Regions from separate parts of the Cricetulus griseus genome. Here region 1 is linked to region 2. A link is a contact called in public Micro-C data. All regions are on one chromosome and are shown on one strand. The core of a region is the stretch at or near the end of the contact, and the rest is flanking DNA. Distances in the headings are between cores, read along the strand shown. Region 1 has its middle 15 kb from the start of Smim12. Region 2 holds the start of Gjb3 (gap junction beta-3 protein).

Evidence for each region. A called contact is a pair of places that touch in the nucleus more often than the background predicts.
Region 1: a Micro-C map of the CHO-K1 cell line shows a contact between it and region 2, with 4 times the contacts expected there. The contact joins the enhancer-like site here to the promoter of Gjb3 in region 2. A contact is called at or near these places in 5 of 8 Hi-C or Micro-C datasets (the CHK-Q cell line, the CHO-K1 cell line, fibroblasts and 1 more).

Annotation. Positions count from the first base shown.
Region 1 is chr2:25,768,413-25,773,349 of CriGri-PICRH-1.0, reverse strand. No RefSeq gene overlaps it. Among named protein-coding and RNA genes, the nearest start is that of Smim12, 15 kb to the left of the region's middle. Within about 2 kb of position 2,724, at least 2 of the 6 cell types and tissues checked have open chromatin away from gene starts, as enhancers often do. A contact at or near this core is called in the CHO-K1 cell line and fibroblasts, where this site is marked.
Region 2 is chr2:25,696,840-25,701,713 of CriGri-PICRH-1.0, reverse strand. It overlaps Gjb3 (gap junction beta-3 protein), which reads right to left and starts at 1,867. Exons shown (of 2, transcript XM_027399332.2): 1 at 1,335-1,867.

The DNA.
Region 1 (4,937 bases), core at 1,475-3,974, 71 kb before region 2:
TTTGCCTGCTGCAGTTTGTCATCCCCAAGACAAACTGCTGGCTTAATTTTCCAAGGGGAAGTGGGGCTTGGGCAGAGGGCTGTATTTCCCCACTGGGTAGGACCTGGACCAGGCCAGCCCAGCCAATGATGAATTTGACCCTGATGACTCTGCAGAGGGGAACAATGTCCTCAGGAAAGCATTCAGGAAACCCTTCGTGTAGTGGTGATCAAAGCTCCACAGCAGCTCAGCAGGGTGGATGGGGAAACTCCAAGGAATCCAGCAAGGACCTGGGTCACAGCCCAGGGATCCACCTAATGCACTTGCCAGGTGGTGCTCAGAGACCCAGAAGCTCCCAGCAGCCTCTGGGCTAAGGAAGTCTTGGAAAGTCTTGGGGATGCCTGTCTGGAAAAGCCTATGGGAGTTGGCTTGGAAGGCCTTGACTTTTCTTTCATCTTCCCCCTCTAGCTGAGATTCCAAGAGCTGGGACAGGCTGGCAGGTGAGGCTGGGAAGTGGGGGGACTCTCGGCCAAAAGGGTAGACTTTGGAGTCTCTGTTTCACTAAGAAGCTGAAGTTAAGTCTGGCATGACGGTACACACCTGAAACTCTAGCACTCGGAAGGTGGGAAGCAGAGGGATCAGGAGTTCTCAGTCAGCATGAGACTCCATCTTAAGAAAGAAAAAAGAAAGGAAGGAAAGAAGAAAAGAAAGAGAAGAGAAGAGACAAACCCTGAGATTACATACAACCCAGCAGGGAACATCTTTAGGATGCATGAGGCCCCACATTAGATCCTTAGCAAGAGCAGAAAAAAAAATAGAGATTTCTGCCCTCCCTTCAGTGACTTCAACTCAGCAAGTATGGGGCCAGGCTGTGGAATTTTCTTTCTCACCAGGCAAATGGAGCAGTGGTAGAGTCTGAAGGTAACACTCACAAAGTCCTGGTTTTGATCCACAGGACCAAAAAGAATTCAAACAGCAACAACAACAAACCCAACTCAACAAGCCAAACTGGTATAGTGATTGCTGTGTTTCTCCAGAACCCTCCTTCCATTCATCCTGAAGAATTCCAAGAGCAGAGACAACAACGGGCACTCACTGATTCTCCTCAGGCTAACAGAGGAACTGAGGCCTGGACAGGAAATGGCTCACCCAAGATAACACGGGAATCTTGGCAGAGTCGGTCCTAAGCCTCACCTCCCTCCCCTTCCCAGTTTGCCACTTGTCATCACACCAGCCAAGGTCAACTCTGGCCTGCAGAGTGGTTGACATGACAAAGGGACACCCTGAGTGCCTGCCGACTGCCAGGCACTGCCACAGCCTCTTGGCTGGCATTATTACCATCTCTCCGACTTAGACCTGCTGCAGGCTGTAGCTGCTTTTCCTGCCTCTTTGGCTTTTGTTTCCCAGTCTGCACACAAAAGACCTACTCTTGGGGTAGCTCTGGTCCTTTGATGCTCTCCAAGCTGTTTCCCAGGGCTCAGGCTGGGTGGCAGGTCATGGTCATTCCCACAGATGGAAGTCCTGTGTGTTTATCATTTTGTCAACTGACGACTGTTTAGCTTGTTCTTGTTCCTAATGCCCTGTCCTGGCTGCCTCTCACGTCATGTGACCTATACTGGGGCTTTGGTGGGCTCAAATCCCAGCCCTTCTCTTAAGCTTTCCAGAAAGAAAAATCAGCTCCTGAGTTAGTCGGCTTTCGCTCAAAGCCCAGAGCTACCACTTAGAGCTGTGTGCCCTTTGGCCAGCAGCTTCATGTCTCAGTATCTAAATCTGTGTGTCCAATGGGGGCAAATACCTAGCTGACCTCATAGCAGAGTGATTCCAGGACTAAACGCACAAGGCCTTTGGATCATATACTCCAAGTTTGCAGTTATGAGAAGTTGGTTAACCTGATTAGCGTCGCTTAGTAGCATTTAGCCACACTTTAAGACCATCACCTGCCCCTGGTTCTAAAAGGGGTGCCCAAGTATAGAGGGAAAGAAAGGCTGCAGCAATGCTGTGGCAGGAGGAGGGGGGCTGGGGAATGGTCGGGACTCCAATTTCAACCTAAAGCCTGTTGGCCACTTGTGTCTCTGCCCATTTTACTGTCTCTCCCCCACCCCATCCTTTCTGCATTGTGTGGTAAGCTGCCACCAGCACTTCCTAGTCCCAGCAGAGTCCTCAGCATCCACACAGCCCCACCCTAGTTGGCTAACCCATTGACTCACAGGGAGATGGAGATTTCTGGAAGATGTGGGGAGGAGGGATAGGATGAGCTGAAGGGATTCTGGCTAGTTTGTATGGTTCATGAAGCTGTAACCCAGTGTGGGGCTGAGCTGGGAGTATATGCAAGAAAGCTCCAACCCCTCTTTCTTGTGGCTCCCCAGACAAATCAGAGGTCCTTTGGCTTGCTAGGCTTCCATAACAAAATGTTGTTGACCAAATGGTTTAAACATCAGAATTTTTTTTTTTTCAGTTTGGGGACCTGGGAGTCCAAGATCAAGATTCTGGCAGCATCAGCTTCCCTCCTTGGCTATTTGTTTTAGGGATTTATCAATTTATTTTCTATTTATATGTATGTGTGTGAATCTGCATGGTTTATGTGCACTATTATGCATTGGAGACTCTGGGAGAGAGTATCGGATTCTCTGGAGCTCGTTGTGAACTGCCATGCGGGTGCTGTGGACCCGACCTGGGTCCCCTGCAAGAGCAGTCAGCATTCTTAATGACTGAGCAATCTCTTCAGCCCCTTGTTTGGTTTTTGAGTCAAGGTCTTGCTATGCAGCCTAGCTCGAGGCCTCCTAGACGCTGGACTTATAGGCATGAATCATTGGACCTGACTCAAATTCCTTTTATAAAGACGTCAAATCACGATCTGGGCTTGGTAGTAAAAGCCTATAATCCCAGCACTTGGGAGGTGTTGGTAGGAGGATTGGGAGTTCTACTACATATCAAGTTCCCGGGCAATAAGAGGCCATGGTTAAAAACAAAGAAAAAATTCGACAAATAAAGGATGAACCTACTGTCACAAACCTGTAATCCAGTTACTTCGAGAGCTGAGTCAGGTGGATCCTGAGTTCAAGGCCTACCTTGGCAAATAGGTGAGATGCATTAATAAAAGACCCAGAGACAGATAATGGGGTTCAACCTGAAGATCATGGAAGCAAAGCAGCCAGGCTACCAGAGAGCTCTTACCTCTAATAGGACTGGGGCATTCCCATTCTCAACGTGGCTGGAGAATGAATGTCCTATACTGAGACCTTGCTTCTGTTTTATAAACCTCTCATGAGTCATGGGATTAAAAGTGTGAACTATAATTCTCTCTTAAACTGGTTCATTCTTGTGTAGATCTGGGTGGCCTTGGACTCACAGAGATCCGTCTACCTTTTAATTCCAAATCCTAGAATTAAAGGTGTGTATCACCACCTCCTAGCTTCTGGCTGCTGGTATTAAAGATATGCCTGGTTTCTATGCTTGTGGCTGACTTTGCTTTCTGAATCTTCAGGCAATAAATCATAAATAATATATCACTACAATGCCCTCTCCCCAAAAAAGGAGTTTGGAGAGATGGCCCAATGTTTAAGAGTGCACACACTGTCTTTGTAGAGGACCTGAGTTTAGTTCATTGTACCCACATCAGGTGGCTCCCAACTGCCCGTAACTCCTCCTCCAGGGTATCTGATGATACCTTCTGGATTCTGGAGCACGCGCGCACACACACACACACACACACACACACACACACACACACACACACACACCACACACACACACACACTTAAAATCATTTTAAAATAAGTTGGGGGCTGGTGAGATGGCTCACTATGTCAAAATGCCTGAGCTGGACCTGACTATCTGGGTCCAATCTTTAGGACTCCTGTGTAAGAACACAATGTCAAAATCTGCCCTAGCTGAGGCCACTCTGCTCTGAAGCAGTCTCCTCTCCCCCTTTCACACACACTGTCTGGCACCCTACTGAGACATTGTCTGTGAGTCTAACAGACTTATTGGTGCCAGGATCTCTTACCTGGGGAAGTGAGTTTACATCAAAAGGGATACTGGTGGTCACACATCCTGCTCCCCACCCCATTCCCTGGCTGCAAGCTCTGGCTGTGAGACCTTCCTCATCCTCAGAAAGGCAGGAGAGCTTCCTGCTGCTGCCACATGGACTATGATTCCTCTCTCCAGAGTCCCTGCCATGCTGTCTCTGGTGCTTGGGCCTAAATTCTCCTCTGATCCCTGCTGTGTTTTTGCCCCTCTGCCTGTCTGTCTGTGCATGGAGCTGTTGTTTCTAATATGCCCCAGCAATGTGCTCAGTGTCCAGCTTTAACACCCATCACCAAAAATCTTTCAGCATGGTGGGAAAAGAGTTGACTTGTGCAAGTTGTACTCTGACTGCCATGCTCTCTCTCTCTCTCTCTCTCTCTCTCTCTCTCTCTCTCTCTGTCTCTCTCTCTCTCCTGTCTCTCTCATACACACACACAAAACAAACAAACAACAAATTGAGTTGGGTGTGGTGGCATGTGCTTTTCATTCCACTTTTGATCAAGTGTCAGAGAGGCAGGATTACTGTGAGGTCAATACCAGCCTGGTCTACATAATGATTTCCAGGCCAGCTCAGGCTACAAAGTGAGACTCTTGTCTCAAAATAAACAAAGCAAGCAAACAAACAAACAAACAACAACAACAACAACAACAAAAACCAGAAGGACTGGGACTCAGTGGTAGAGTGCTCTTCTAGCAAACACCAGGCTATAGGTTCAATCACCTGTTTTTAAAAACAATAAAAACAACAAAAAGATATCATCAACTGGATTACATTAGGGCCCATTCTAACAGCAGAGTTGCAATTCAATCACTATGCCTTCAAACACACTGGAGTCTAGACCTTCAACACAGCAGTTTTGGAGGGATCCATTGAGCCCATGGCTTAAGGACAGATGGCAGTGTCTGGGGAATGCTCTGTACAGGAAACAGCC
Region 2 (4,874 bases), core at 618-3,117:
GCCAGGAATGCTTTTCCTCTGGAGCCTTAAGTGGCCGGACCCTACTCATTACTGTGGCATCTCTGCTCCAACAATATCCCCTCAGGGTCTCCTCTCAAATTACTTCAGGTCTGAACCTGCTCCAGCCAGTCCACTCCCAACGCCTCTGTTTTGCAACTGTCCAGTTTGAAATTTAAGTCTTGGTCATTTGTTTGTTTGTTTTTGTTCTCATTTATCACCCGTCCAATTAGCATGCCTACTTGACTCTCTGGCTGCTTCAAGTTTGGTATCGCTTAGCACACAGTAGGCACTCAGTTCATGCTGAATGTGTAAACAGGTGGAAGCTGAATTTTCAGAGAGGCATGGGAGGGCCGGACAGGACTGCAGAGTAGCTAGGTTGCAGTGCACTTCCTCAGCCTTGCTGCCTTCCACAGGGCCTGCCTTTTGAGAATCTCCGTTCTGGACAAGATGGGGATGACTGGGAAGCCCTAGTCCATGAAGACCCTCACAGGTTTGCTCCCGGCATTTTCTAAGCCCTGGCCTCTATGGAGGGCCATGGATTAGCACCTGTATTCTGACCTCCGCACTGCCATTTACTAGCTGGGGGACATCCAGAATTCTGTAAAGTCGCTAACCCTGTTCCTTATCTCCTATCTTGGGTTGCTGCAAGAGTCGGGAGTTCCCTGGTCAGCCTGCTCTTCCTGGGAGTGCTGAGAGAATGAGCGGGAGGAGAGGGGTTCCTGGTACTGGTACCCTCTAAGGCTGCAGCAGCCCCCTCTAGGGCTCCCCATTCTTGGTGCAGGCTGCGTAGTCCCTCCTAAGACACACCCGGAGACAGACTCATCTGCAAAGAATTTCCCGCCTAGCCGCCTACCCAGTGCCAGGGACTGGTGGAGCCGGTTCTGGACCCACCGTTGCCCCCCAACTCCAGCTGCCAGAACAATTTAGGTGCAGGACCTAGCCTCTCCATCTCTTGCTTGTCTACCCTTCACTATTGTCTGTCCCCAAAGGCAGAGCTCCCCACTTGGGTCCCGGGCCCCTTAGTTTCCTTCCATTCTAGGCAGCTTGGGAACTTGCAGCTGGGACGGGGGCGTCCTTCAGAGAGAGAGAGAGAGAGAGAGAGAGAGAGAGAGAGAGAGAGAGAGAGAGAGAGAGAGAGAGAGAGTCTGTGTGTGTGTTGGGGGTGTTGAGCAAGCAGAGTTGAGTTAAAGTGCCTCTCCACTGCCCTTCTGCAGCACTCCACCCCCAGCCTGGCGGCGTGGGCAGGCTCCAGTCCAGCCACCAGAGGATCTCCACAGAGAGGGGCGCTCAGCCGCCCGGGATTGTCGCCGCCCCTTCCCCTTCCCAGTACTTACAGTCAGTTGTGCCGCCACCGTGGGTGGCTGGTCCCTGGAGCCCAAGACCCACAGCAGAAGAGGTTCGAGATCGGAGCCAAGCCCAGCTCTGTGGCCTCAGTGAGGCTCCTGGATAGCGCAGCCAGAGGCCGCGTGGAGGAGGGGCGGTCGGGGGCGGAGCCTGGAGTCGCCTCCAGGGGTCCTAGAGTTCTAATCCTGAAGCAGCTGAAGCAGCTGCGTTGACCCGGGAGCCCCAGGCTGCTTCGCAGAGCCTCGGCTTGCTCGAGCGTGGAATGGGGGCATTGATGGCCACTGGCAGGGCTGTTGCAAAGGCTGCAATAACATTAGGGCGTGAAACACCTTGCAAACTGTTAAGTGCAGGCAGGAGGGATGGCAATAAATGACTCGCCCACAGCTGGTTACCACGGATACCTGGCCTGCGCCCTGCCGGTCTGGATCACAGGTCTCAACCCTGCATTTGGACACTGTGGGCGGGCGGGGCGTGAGGCGGAGTGGGGGAGAAGGGCGGTGCTCTTGCCCTGCTTGTGTGCTTGATGACAATCTCCAGGGACCCAGGTGTATCTTTGTGACAGTCCTGCGGGGCTCACACTCTGTGCTGGCAGCCGGAAGGTACACAACCCGGAAAAGAAATTTCAGGGGAAAAGGTGGTGCTTGGAGCGATTTCAGAGTACCCAGTCTGTCCGAGGGTGTGTGGAGCAGGGGTGGGAGGCAGAGCCTGTGAAGGGTGGAAGCCTGTGGTTGAGGGACTCCTAAACTGAGCACTGGGAACCAGGAACACTTAGTCTTACTTGTGTGCCTGGACTGGGGTCCTGAAAGCCCCTAAACGCCCCAGGAACGGAAACCCAGTGTTTCCTGGGGATCCCCAGATCTTAGTCACAACCCTGCCTGAGGCTTCACTGTCTAGACAGAGATGACTGTTGCCCGACCCTGGTGACTATTATCCCACTTGCCGAGAGTGTACCCATAGGTGCCACTTCCAATCTACAAAAGGCTCCCATTGTTAGGAGGATCCATTACCGGGCCCTCCTGTTACCCAGAGGGATTCCCGTGCTCCCGAGCTGTGCTCTTGGGCCAAGACTGCTTCTCCTATGTACTGCATATCACTTTTTTTTGTTTTTGTTTTTGTTTTTTGTTTTTGTTTTTCGAGACAGGGTTCCTCTGTGGCTTTGGAGGCTGTCCTGGAACTAGCTCTTGTAGACCAGGCTGGCCTCGAGCTCAGTGATCCGCCTGCCTCTGCCTCCCGAGTGCTGGGATTAATGACGTGCGCCACCAACGCCCAGCTACTGCATGTCACTTTTACAGCATACGAATGAAATATCTCTGATCGTTTCTGCACTTAAAGGAGAAGATGGAGTGATGTGCTCGGGGCCACATGGAAGAAGTTACAGAGCCAGCTCCAGAGAGCTCAGTGCTTAGGATGAGGCTATCTTGTACTTGATGTGGGTGCGGGACTGCCCTTAGCCAGCACGTGGCTGGACTTTCTGGATGGCTCTGCTAATGTGCCTGGGTGACAGTGGGGATCCCTGCCCCTGCCACCTGCTGCTCATCACCTATTCCCCTCCTACAGTCAGAGGGAAACCCCTGCCCACTTTCCAACCCATCAGAACATTTCTGTCCCTGATGTGTCACTTGAAAAGGCTTGTCAAGGTCACTTCCGATCTTCATAAGGCTAAATCCCACAGTCATAAATCTCTGACGTTCTGAAGCAGCTGCCACAGTGGGGTCACGCCTTTCTTCTCAGAGCAACTTCCACCTCCGCTTCCTTGACACCCTCTCAGTTTCCTCTACTGTGGGTGCTCTGGGCCAGGCCTAGGCTGGGCTCACCTCCCGTCCCAGGTGAGCGCACCCAGTCCTAGGGCCCTAGCACACATTCACTGACACGTTCACATGTTCATCCATGGCTGGCACTAACAAACACCATTGTGCAACCAACGCTTCCCACACCTCCACCATGGCTAATAGGTTCTGGTTTTCTTTCAAGAATAACCTGTGCACGGTCAACTATAGAGAAGCCTTCTATGACCCGTGGAGGGATGCTGTGTGCGCTACTATATGCTTTGAGCTGTTCCTCTCTGTAGACAGAGGGTTCTTTTTTTTTTTTTTTGCCGCTTTTCGTTTGATTTTTTTTTTTTTTTTTTGAGACGGGGTTTCTCTGTGTAGCTTTGGAGCCTGTCCTAGAACTAGCTCTTGTAGACCAGGCTGATCTCAAATTCACAGAGATCCACCTTCCTCTGCTTCCTGAGTGCTGGGATTAGAGACATGCACCACCACAGCCCGGTTCTCTGTTGTTGTTTTAAAGAGATGAATTGTGTTTATACTAGCATATATTCTAAGTTGCACACTGACAGAAATTAAGGCTGCTTCCAGCCCTTCCTTTCAGGGCTAGGCATGTGTGGAACAGTTGGCAGAGCACTTACTGGCCCCTCCCTCTGTCTCCTCCCTTCCCTCCCTTCCTCTTTCTTTCCCCTCCCCACCTATCCCTTCCCTCTCTTGCTCCTTCAATTGCAACAAATCTCCTTGAACAAATATTATTTGGGCTTTTTCTTCTCCGTGTGTGTGTGTGTGTGTGTGTGTGTGTGTGTGTGTGTGTGTGTGTGTGTTTGCACATGCACGCACACGTGTGTCTGCACACTCAAATGTAGGAAAGTGCATGCCTGCTCCTGAGTCTAAGTCAGAGGACAATCTTTAGTGTTAAGTCCTCAACTTCCACCTTGTTTGCGACAGGGTCTCCTGTTCACTGCTTTGTAAGCAGGCTGGCTGGCCCCTAGCATCCAGGGAGTCCCCTGTCTCCACCCCTCATCTCAATGTAGGAGTACTGGGATTACAGATGCTGCAAGCTATTGCCTGACTGTGTATGGGTCTAGAGGATCTGAACGAGGTCCTTATGGTTGCTCTGCAAGTGCCTTCTATACTGAGCATGTCCTCAGCCCTAACTCATTTAAAATCGTGTCTACGGGCTATTCCTGGAAGTGATGCTTTTGGGCTAAATTGATATGTTGTTTAATGTTTTGATAGACACCGCCAATCCCTCTCCATGGATGCATTGGTCAGCATTACCATGACACATCATGGTTTGTTTTCCCCAGTCTTTGCCATGAGAGAGCATTACCAAATTTTATGATTGTTGCTACTTTGTATGTCTATTTTGTGTTTCTCTTAAGAGACCCTAGTCTTTGAAAGTGTTTGAAGAACCATTTTGTTGATGGGTTTGTTTCTTCTTGTAAACTTCCCTTTGCCTCAGTCCATCTCCTACAGGTAACTGCTTTTTATTATTTACTTCATGGGAATTCTTTACATATTAAGAAAATAATGGTGTCTGTGATACAAATAGAGTTTCTTCTGTCTGAAAATTGTGTTTTGACTTTTTATATGTATTTTCTTTTTGTTTTGTTTTCTTTTTCGAGACAGGGTTTCTCTGTATTGCTTTGGAGCCTGTCTTGGAACTTGCTGTGTAGACCAGGCTGGCTTTGAACTCACAGAGATCTGCTTGCCTCTGCCTCCCGAATACTGGCATTAAAGGTGTGCACCACCAACGCCTGG